Linked DNA regions of Macaca mulatta: region 2 is linked to region 1. Evidence: chromatin contacts called from public Hi-C data. All regions are on one chromosome and are shown on one strand. Each heading gives the region's core, a stretch centred on a gene start, on an enhancer-like site or on the middle of the called end of the contact. The rest is flanking DNA. Distances are from core to core; before and after follow the strand shown. Region 1 overlaps SH2D3A (SH2 domain containing 3A). Region 2 has its middle 24 kb from the start of ADGRE1.

What was found. Hi-C and Micro-C count contacts between places; a contact is called where the count stands out from the background.
Region 2: a Hi-C map of blood shows a contact between it and region 1, with 4 times the contacts expected there. The contact joins two enhancer-like sites. A contact is called at or near these places in 3 of 14 Hi-C or Micro-C datasets (blood, cortical neurons and liver).

What each region holds. Positions count from the first base shown.
Region 1 is chr19:7,614,591-7,619,694 of T2T-MMU8v2.0, forward strand. It overlaps SH2D3A (SH2 domain containing 3A), which reads right to left. Exons shown (of 11, transcript XR_013409638.1): 5 at 3,070-3,554; 6 at 2,855-2,970; 7 at 2,489-2,663; 8 at 2,290-2,401; 9 at 1,752-2,002; 10 at 754-1,040; 11 at 444-637. Among named protein-coding and RNA genes, the nearest start is that of SH2D3A, 14 kb to the right of the region's middle. Within about 2 kb of position 1,986, at least 13 of the 40 cell types and tissues checked have an H3K27ac peak or open chromatin away from gene starts, as enhancers often do. A contact at or near this core is called in blood, where this site is marked.
Region 2 is chr19:7,723,953-7,729,179 of T2T-MMU8v2.0, forward strand. No RefSeq gene overlaps it. Among named protein-coding and RNA genes, the nearest start is that of ADGRE1, 24 kb to the right of the region's middle. Within about 2 kb of position 2,924, at least 8 of the 40 cell types and tissues checked have an H3K27ac peak or open chromatin away from gene starts, as enhancers often do. A contact at or near this core is called in blood, where this site is marked.

The DNA of each region.
Region 1 (5,104 bases), core at 736-3,235:
TTTTCTTTTTCTTTTTTCTTTTTGAGACAGCCTTACGCAGTTGCCCAGGCTGGAGTGCAGTGGCGTAATCTCAGCTCACTGCAGACTCCACCGCCCGGGTTCAAGCAATTCTGCCTCAGCCTCCCAAGTAGCTGGGATTACAGGTGCACACCACCACGCCCAGCTAATTTTTTGTATTTTCTGTAGAGGCGGGGTTTTGCCATGTTGGCCAGGCTGGTCTCGAACTCCTGACCTCAAGTGGTCCATCCACCTCGGCCTCCCAAAGTGCTGGGATTATGGGTGTGAGCTACCGCGCCCGGCCGGGACACCAAGTTTCATCCCTTGTGAATGCAGTGCAGCTTCTGAGAATGGGTAGCACTTATTGAGAACCTACTGTGTGCCAGGCATTCTCCACCTGCGGTCTCATTCCCAGCCACAATTCTTAGAAAGTACACAGCCTCAACTTTTACATTTTGTAAAAGTTTTTTATTTTTCAGTTTTTGTAGAGATGAGGTCTCACCATGTTGCCCTGGCTGGTCTTGAACTCCTGGCCTCAAGCCTTCCTTCCGCCTCGGCCTCCCAAAGTGCTGAGATTACAGGCCTGAGCTGCTGCACAGCCATGATTTTGTTAAAGGCAGACACAGAGAGGTGAAGTGATCTGCTAGAAATCACAGCTTTTAAGAAGCGGAGTCACATTTGAACTCTGGCCTCTGATGCCAGATCTGCAGGTCACATGTTCACCATGCCCCGGATGACCCTGACTGCCCTCCCCACCTCTGCTGTGAGGCACAGGGCAGGTTTCCGCCTGAGGACGTGAGGAGCCTGGGACGACTCCTTTGGTCTCTTCCGGGGTCTTCAAAAACCTGGGGGTCCCGGGTGTGAAGAAAGGGGTCTGCGCTCTCAGCTGTCAGGCTCCAGGCGCTGTGACAGGACGCCGAGGACGCGCTGGAACTTCTCAAAGCGTTCAGCGCGCGGAGCTCCCGCGCCCCGGCTACCCCAGAGCAGCCTCCGCAGGAAGCCGGTGGTCAGGGCCTCCCTCAGCTCTGGGTTAGGCCGGAATCCTGGAAACAAGGTCAGGTGGGCTGGGGGCGGGGCCCAGGCGCCCGCCTCGCCCCTCCCAACCTCCCGCACCTGCCTTTCCCCTGAGGACTTTGACCCAACAGCGGCCCGGGAGGGACTTGCCCCACCTGCGAGATGACTAGGCGGGGTCAGAGGGGAGGGGGCTTCCAGCCCTCTGCAGGATGGGGGTGGGGTGCCTGAGGGGCTCTACTAGAGTGCAAGGGGGTGGCCTGTTCCAGGTGCCAGATCCTGGGGGTCCCGCCTTAGGGGCTGTGCCTGGACGTGGGGCTGCACCGGTGGCGGGATCCCAGGTTGTCGGGGAAGGTGGGGGATCTTGTCGGCTGGGCTGCCCTAGGATAGGAGGGAGGAATCGTTTGGAGGGAGGAATCGTTTGGAGGGAGCAGGGCGTTCCTCGAGATCGAGATCCCTGGGGTGCGGGATCGTTCTAGGTGGGAAGGGGGAGTGGGGACCCGCGGAGGTGGCTCTGGGGGCAGGACAGCCCGCTTTGAGGTAGACGGCCCTGTTCCTATCAATACCGCTGGAAGCAGCGTTTGCTTGGGGTGAGAACCTTCCTGGAGTGGAGACGTCCCAGTTCGGGTGGGGCTCCGGGAGGCGTGGCGAGAGGCTCCCTTCCTGGGACAGGTTGGGTTTGGGGGTCCGGCCAGAGCTTGCCGGATCTGAAGTCTGCAGTACAGAGCAGAGGGAACGCTCACCTCGCAGGCGCTGGGCTGCCACCTTGCGGAATTTGGGTGCGTCCCGGGCCATGTGACGCGCCCCGTGCAGGGTGCGCAACAGCCGCTCGCAGCTCTCCTCCAGCGGACCTGCGACTTCCTCGCCCTCCAGCAGGCGCACCATGGGTGCCACGTGCGGCAGCGCCACCTCGCCGGGGTCGCAGGGTCCTGCGGAGGGGGAGGGTCTGATCTGGGTTTGGGGCTGTAGATAGGGCATGGGGCAGAGATGGAACCTAGGACAGATGCAAGGGCGGGGCTTAGGATTGAGCGACAGCGGGGTCTGTGGACAGGGGCCAGGATCACAAGCCCCGTATGGGGGGCGGGGTCTATGGCGAAGGGGCGGAGCCTAGGGAAAGGGGCTGGGATCAAGGCTGGTAAGGGGGCGTGGCCCTAGGAACAAGTCCCGTGTGGAGGGCAGGGCCTAGAACTGATGTAGGAACAGGGCATAGGACTAGATTAAGATTTCTGTTAAATTTGGTCTGGGCCCCCGGAGGATGCCAAGCCCCAGACCTTCACTCACCAGCGCCCTCATCCAGAGCCCGCATCAGCGGCTTCAGCTCCTGTTCAAAGGCCAGCGCAGCCTCCGTGTGGCTCCTTCGGAGCTGGCGCCACGTGTGCTCCAACCGGGACACCTGGGAGAAGAGACCTGCGCATGCCTCCTCTCCTGTCTTCCCACTCACCCGCACTCCAGCTTCCTCCACTCCCTGCTCCGCACGAACCTGGGGCATGAGCAGGGCGCCCATGACCGCAGCCAGCCCGGGCAGGTCCCCCGCTGCCCCTGGCCGCAGCGCCAGCGCCAGCTCTACCAGGCCCCTCAGTGCGGCTGCGCGCTCCTCCAGCGGCCCCGAGCAGCCCAGCACTGCCAGTGCCCCGGCCAGCGCCAGTGTCTCATGCCTGCAGAAGCGGAGGGCAAGGGTCTGGGGGCAGTGGGGAGGTTTGTAATGCAGGGGTGAGGGGGGATAGGATGTGGCATTGCCCCATCTCCCTTCTTCCCTGAGGAACCATGAGTGGGGAGCTGTTTGGAGACTTTCGGAAGTCGGGGGGAATTGGCCTTCCCCAGCCAAGATTCCAAGCGGCTGGCTCACCTCTCTAGCAGTTCCAACCTCAAGCGACATCCATGGGGAAGAGTGAGCAGCTCCAGGCCAGATGAGACCCCCATGTTGTCCCGCTGAACCCTGGTCACTCCCAGGAGGCCTGTGGCCTGCAGAAGGGAATGGGGAAGTCAGGTGAAGTGTGATTATGTAGGTATGGTGGGGTCTTGCCCTGGGCCTGGGGAGGAGCATCTCAGCAGGTGACCCACCTGGCAGTCTACCAATAGCAAGTGAAGGGCAGTGCTCCCAGGATGGTGTTCCAGGAACAGGCCACGGAGAGTATGCAGGACTTGGGGTTCCAGGGGCCGATTCTGGGGGCCCAGGAGGCAGGAGGGGGTATCAGGGGGGCAGAAAGAGATCTCAGCCTGTGGTCTTGTAAAACATCTGTTCTCTTCCTCCTCATCCTCCTCGGCCTCCCACCATGGGGCCTCTGGCTCTGGGCAGCTTTGGCTCAGGGATGTTCCCTGGACACAGGGTACTCGGGGCACCAGCTCGCAGTACGTTGGGGGACGTTCAGAGGCATCAGGAAGTTCGAAGGAGGGTGTCCGGGGAGGCTTCGCTGGTGCCTTGGCTTGAAGCTGCCCATCGGAGGCTCTGAGACTGTTGGCAACAGTTCCCAGGGGAGCAGGGGCCTTCAGCAACACGGGGTCACTGCCCGTTCGGGGCAAGGCAGATACGGGCGTGGCGAAGGCTTCTGGAGATCATACAAGAGGGGTCAATGGGAATACACAGAGAAGATTGCTGAATGGGCGGGGGTGAGAGCTTCATGGGCTACTACCCACCTGATCCATCCACTCATTCCAATAATGGGGTACCCCAACCTATCCAGGGGCAGTTTTGAATTTCAACAACCTCAACAGTAGAAATGCTAACATGCTTACACATGGTTGGAAAACTTTGGCATCTCTATTGTTCTGTAAATTCTTTTTAAAAAATTTTTATTTTATTTTATAGAGATGGGATCTCACTCAGTTGCCCAGACTGGTGGACTGGTGTGGAATTCCTAGTCTCAAGCAAGCCTCCCTCCTTGGCCTCCCAAAGTGCTGGGATCACAGGCATGAGCCACCTTGCCTGACCCTATGAATTCTGAATACTACATTTTAAATTTGAATTCTTTGTTTTTGCCCCTCTGACTGAAAGATGGTAAGCAGTGACCCCACGAAATTAAAATTTTTTTTCAAAGGAAAGGATGAAGGTGGTGGTTGATGCCTGTAATCTCAGCATTTTGGGAGGAGTCAAGGTGAGAGGATCGCTTGAGGCTAGGGATTCCAGACCAGTCTGGGCAACATAACAAGATCTTGTCTCTACAAAAAGTTAGAAAATTAGCTGGTATGATGGCATGCACCTGTGGTCCCAGCTACTTGGGAGGCTGAGGTGGGAGGATCACTTGAGCCAGAGGCTGCAGTGAGGTATGACTGCACCACTGCACTCCAGCTTGGATGACAGAGTGAGACCCTATCTCAAAAAAAAAAAAAGATATCTATGTATCTATAATTAAGTATAGATATATCTCTCTATGTCATATCTATACAGATAGATATCTATATATTATATAAATATATAATATATACTTAAGTATATAAAAATTAACATTAAATATATAATGTTGCCCTATATATTATATATAATTACATTTATATATGATAGATATTTTACTTTTCTTTTTTATGATAATATATATAATATCTCTCCATAGATATATCTATATAAATATATATAATTAATACAGATATCTATAGAGAGGCAGAAAGTATAAAAAATTCACAACCAAACCATGTATGGTATGACACTCAGATAAGTATCAAAGAAACCAAGCTTATTAAACTTTCTTTTTCTTTTTTTTTCTTTTTTATTTCTTCTAAACAAACAAAAAAGCAACAACAACAAAAAACAGGATACACGTGCAGAATGTGTAGGTTGGTTACACGAGTATCCGTGTGCCATGGTGGTTTTTGCTGCACCTACTGGATCCCTCCTCTCAGTCCCCTCCCCTCATCCTAAACTTTTAAATGATGTCATTTGTAAGTTGGTGGCATGTTGACCTCCTGGACTATTAGTACTTAAAACTGTACTAAGACTTTTGGGAGACTGTATTTACCATGCCTTTGAATAGGCTCTTTTCTAGGAACTTGAAACCATCCAACAGTGCCTGGCTCACTCTGAGTTAATTAAGGTCCAAAGTGCTCACTGTAGCTGAAAAATCCTCACAATCTGAGTCCCAGGGTCTCTCTCTCTCTGACTCTC
Region 2 (5,227 bases), core at 1,674-4,173, 110 kb after region 1:
AAGTTTGAAAGCCAGGAAGGCTGAGGCCGGAGAATTGCTTCAGGCCAGGAACTCGAGATCAACCTGCACAATATAGTGAGACCTTCCTCTCTACAAAGAAAAAAAAAAGAAAAAAATTAGCTCTGCATGGTGGCACACAACTGTAGTCCCAGCTACTCAGGAGGCTGAGGTGGGAGGACTGCTTGAGCCCAGGAGGTGGAGGTTGTGGTGAACTATGATTGCACCACTGCACTCGAGCCTAGGCAACAGAATGAGACCTCATCTCTAAAAACCAACCAGGCCAGGCGCGGTGGCTCACACCTGTAATCCTAGCACTTTGGGAGGCCGAGGCGGGCAGATCACTTGAGGTCAGGAGTTTGAGACCGGCCTGGCCAACATGGTGAAATCTCGTCTCTGCTAAAAATACAAAAATTAGCCAGGCATGGTGGCAGGTGCCTGTAATCCCAGCTACTTGGGAGGTTGAGACATGAGAATCACTTGAACCTGGGAGGCAGAGATTGCAGTGAGCTGAGATTGTGCCACTGCACCCCAGCCTTGATGACAGAGTGAGACTCACTAATAATAGTAATAATAAATTAAAAATGAGGGGAAAGCTTTTTAGGGAGAGGTGCAAATGATGGTGATCCTGGGAGGTTCTGGGAACTTCAAGGGGCTCATTTTGCTTGGAGAGGGAGGAAAGTAGGGGTGGGGTGGTGAAAAGTTGTTGGGAGACGGGGCACGGTGACTCAGGCCTATAATCCTAGCACTGTGGGAGGCTGAGGCAGGTGGATCACTTGAGGTCAGGAGCTCGAAACCAGCCTGGCCAACACGGTGAAACACCATCTGTACTTAAAAAAAAAAAAAAAAAAATATATATATATATATATATATATATATATATATATATATATATACACACACACACACGCACATACACATATATATATATAATTAGCCGGGCTTGGTGGCGTGCACCTGTAATCCCAGCTACTCAGGAGGCTGTGGCAGGAGAATCACTTGAACCCAGGAGGGGGAGGTTGTAGTGAGCTGAGATTGCATCACTGCACTCCAGCCTGGATGACAGAGCAAGACCCCATCTCAAAAAAAAAAAAAAAAAAAAAGGAAAACGAAAAAGAAAAAGAAAAGAAAGGGTTGTTGGGAGTCGGATGAAGCCCAGGTGAGGCCTGATGCAAGATTTCCCTTCTTATGTGTCCCTGGGGGACCACGAAGAAAGAGGGAACACATGCACACACATACACAAACATTTGTGCACACACACAGACACTATTATTAGTTTGCTGTACCCACAAGCGTGGCACACGCATACACACACGTGTGTGCACACACACATGCACCTGTGTGCACACACTGTATTAGCTTGCTAGACCCACGTGCATGGCACACATGTGCACACACGCAGGCGCTGTATTGGCTGTCTAGGGCTGCCATACCAAACCACCACCACCAAAGTGTCTGAAACAACAGAAATGGATTCTCTCCCAGTTCTGGAGGCCAGAAGTCTAAGATCAAGGTGTAGGCAGGGCCACACTCGCCCTAATGGCTCCAGGGAGGATCTCTTCTTGCCTGTTCCAGCTTCCGGTGGTGGCGGGCAATCTCCAGTGTTCCTTGCCTTGCAGACACATCGCCCCGATCTCTGCCTCTGTCTTCATATGGACAGCTCCTCTGTGTCCAAATCTCCTTCTCCTGTCTTATAAAGACATTGTCATTATATTTAGGATCTACCCTAAATCCAGCATGATTTCAGCTCAAGATCCTTAACTAACTCCATCTGTAAAGACTCTGTTTCCAAATAAGGTCACATTCTGAGGTCCTGGGGATTAGGATTTCAATATGTGAATTTGAGGAGGGGGTGCAGCAATTCAACCCCTAAGACAGACAGACAAACACACATACACACTGTACACAAAGGTCCTCATAGAAATACCTACATGTGCAACTGGCCAAAACAGATACATAGATGTTTATAAAGAAGACAGCCCCGGAGATAACACACAAACAAGCACACACTGCAGAGATTCACAGACAAAGATTCCCTCCCCATGACCCTACATTCTTGGTAAGCAGATGCACAGATGGACATAGACCCAGACAGTCAAAAACTACTTGCTGACTGGGCGCGGTGGCTCACACCTGTAATCCCAGCACTTTGGGAGGCTGAGGCAGGTGGATCACGAGGTCAGGAGATCAAGATCATCCTGCTAACATGGCGAAACCCCATCTCTACTAAAAATAAAAAAATTAGCCAGGCGTGGTGGCAGATGCCTGTAGTCCCAGCTACTTGGGAGACTGAGGCAGGAGAATGGCGTGAACCTGGGAGGCGGAGCTTGCAGTGAGCCTTGATTGCACCACTGCACTCCAGCCTGGGCAACAAGAGCTTAACTCCATCCAAAAAAAAGAAGCACCCTCTTTCTTTCTTTCATCTTTTTTAAGAGACAGGGTCTTGCTATGTTGTCCAGGCTGGGGTACATTGGTGAAATCATAATTCATGGCATCCTTAGACTCCTGAGTTCAAGTGATCCTCTCACCCTTAGCATCCTGAGCAGCTGGGACTACAGACGCACGCCACCATGCCCAGCTAATTAAATTTTTTTTTTTTTTTAGATACGGGGTCTTGCTATGTTGTCCAGGCTGGTCTCGAACTCCTGGCCCCAAGTCATCCTCCCACCTCAGCCTCCCAAAGTGTTGGGATTACAGGTGTGAGCCACCGCACCCGGCCCAGAAGAACTTTTTTTTTTTTTCAGAGGAACATTTTTTATCCAAAGGAATGACTCCTTAATGGTGGAATTCCAGGCAATGAAGTTAGGCGGGGGGCAGATTTTCACACAGGAAGCCGTCATATTTCATGGGTACCATTCACGCAAGGCGGGACTTGTCCTTAGGCAGCCAATACTTCCGCGTTGCCCTGGCGTTTGCCCCGCGGAACCAAGTTCCCCGTATCTTGCCCGTTGTAACGGCACAGCACCAATTTGAAGCTATGTACTGCCCTCTGGTGGCCTTCGGTGATTTGGCTTCAGTGTCTCAAACTCTGATTAGACTGTTTCCAAAGACAAGGCTGTTAGGGGGCCTCAGAAGTCAGGCTTGGATGTTTGAGCTCTAAGCTGCAGGATTTGGGGAGCCGTGGTGTGGGGGGTGACTTATTTATTTATTTATTTATTTTTGAGGCAGAGCCTCGCTCTGTCGCCCAGGCTGAAGTGCAATGGTGTGATCTTGGCTCACTGCAACCTCCACCTCCCGGGTTCAAGTGATTCTCCTCCCTCAGCCTCCCGAGTAGCTGGTACTAAAAAGTCCTCCACCACGCCCAACTAATTTTTGTATTTTCTTTTGAGTAGCGAGGGGGTTTCACCATGTTGGCCAGGCTGGTCTCGAACTCCTGACCTCAGGTGATCCACCGGCCTTGGCTTTCCAAAGTGCTAGGATTACAGGTGTGAGCCACCGTGCCTGGCCAGAGTGGGGATGATTCAAACAGTGGATATTCGCATATCATGTGCCCATTCCTATGGTGTAAACAGTCTCACCACACCTGATTTCTTTTTTCTCTCTCCTTCTTCCTTCCTTCCTTCCTTCCTTCCTTCCTTCCTTCCTTCCTTCCTTCCTTCCTTATTTTTTTGACGGAGTCTTGCTCTGTTGCCCAGGCTGGAACGCAGTGGCACACTCTCAGCTCACTGCAACCTCCAACTCCTGGGTTCCAGCAATTCTCCCTGTCTGAGTAGCTGGGATTACCGGTGCCCACCACCACACCCAGCTAACTTTTGTATTTTTAGCAGAGATGGGGTTTTGTCATGTTGGCCAGGCTAGTCTTGAACTCCTGGCCTCAGATCATCTGCCTGCCTCTGCCTCCTGAAATTCTGGGATTACAAGTGTGGGCCACCGCACCTGGACCACAGCTGATTTCAAGTCATCGTAAGTATCTTCACTTTCCTTGCCTCCAGTCCACCCAGCAAAAGCACAACCAACATCAGAGACCTCAGGCACGGGGATAACCACAATGCATCTCCCTTCCTGCCTTGGCCATGCTGGCCACAGGCAGCAGGAAGGGGCAGAGGAAAGAGCTGGGTGAGGATGTGGCTTCAGCTGGAGTTTACTTAGAGATTAGCTCCATGGAGAAAAATAAAGTGGAGTAACATGCTAGCAAGTTTTTATTTAAAAGTTGAAAAATAAAAAAGGTTTTGTTTTTATTTATTTATTTATTTATTTATTTTTTGAAATTGACACATAAAAATGGTATATATTCATGGCGGTCATCATGATGTTCTGAAATATATAGATATTGACTGGGTGCAGTGGCTCACGTCTGTAATCCGTCCCAGCACTTTAGAAGGCTGAGGTGGGCAGATCACTTGAGGTCAGGAGTTTGAGACAAATCAGGGCAACATAGCAAGGCCTGTCTCTACTAAAAATACAAAAAATTAGCTGGGTGTGGTGGCCCATGACTGTAGTCACAGCTACTCGGGAGGCTGAGGCATGAGAATTGCTTGAACCCAGGAGGCGAAGGTTGCAGTGAGCTAAGATGGCGCCATTGCACTCCAGCCTGGGTGACAGAGTGAGACTCTGTCTCAAAAAAAAAAAAAAAAAAGGAAATATATATATAGAGAGAGACACACACATTATCAAATGGCTAAATTGAGCTAATTAACATATACATTATTCAATTACTCACATACTTATTTTATTGTGGTGGGAATACTCAAAATCTACTCCCAGCCAATTTTCAAAAATACAGGCTGGTACTCAGGAGGCTGAGGCAGGAGAATCACTTGAACCCAGGAGGTGGAGGTTGCAGTGAGCCGAGATGGCACCGCTGCACTCCAGACTGGGTGACAGAGCAAGAATCCGTCTAGAAAAAAAAAAGAAATCACACCTGTAATCCCAGCACTTTGGGAGGCCAAGGCAGGTGGATCACGAGGTCATGAGTTTGAGACCAGCCTGGCCAACATGGTGAAACCCCATCGCTACTAAAAATACAAAAATTAGCCAAGCGCAGTGGTGGTCACCTGTAATCCCAGCTACTCAGGAGGCTGATGCAGGAGAATTGCTTGAACCCTGGAGGCAGAGGTTGCAGTGAGCCGAGATCACAGCACTATGCTCCAGCCTGGGACAGAGCAAGACTCTGTCTCGGGGAGGGGGAAAAAAAAAAAAAAAGAATACAGACTGGGCAGGGTGGCTCACACCTATAATCCTAGTGCTTTGAGGGGCTGAGGTGGTAGGATTGCTTGAGCCCAGGAGTTCG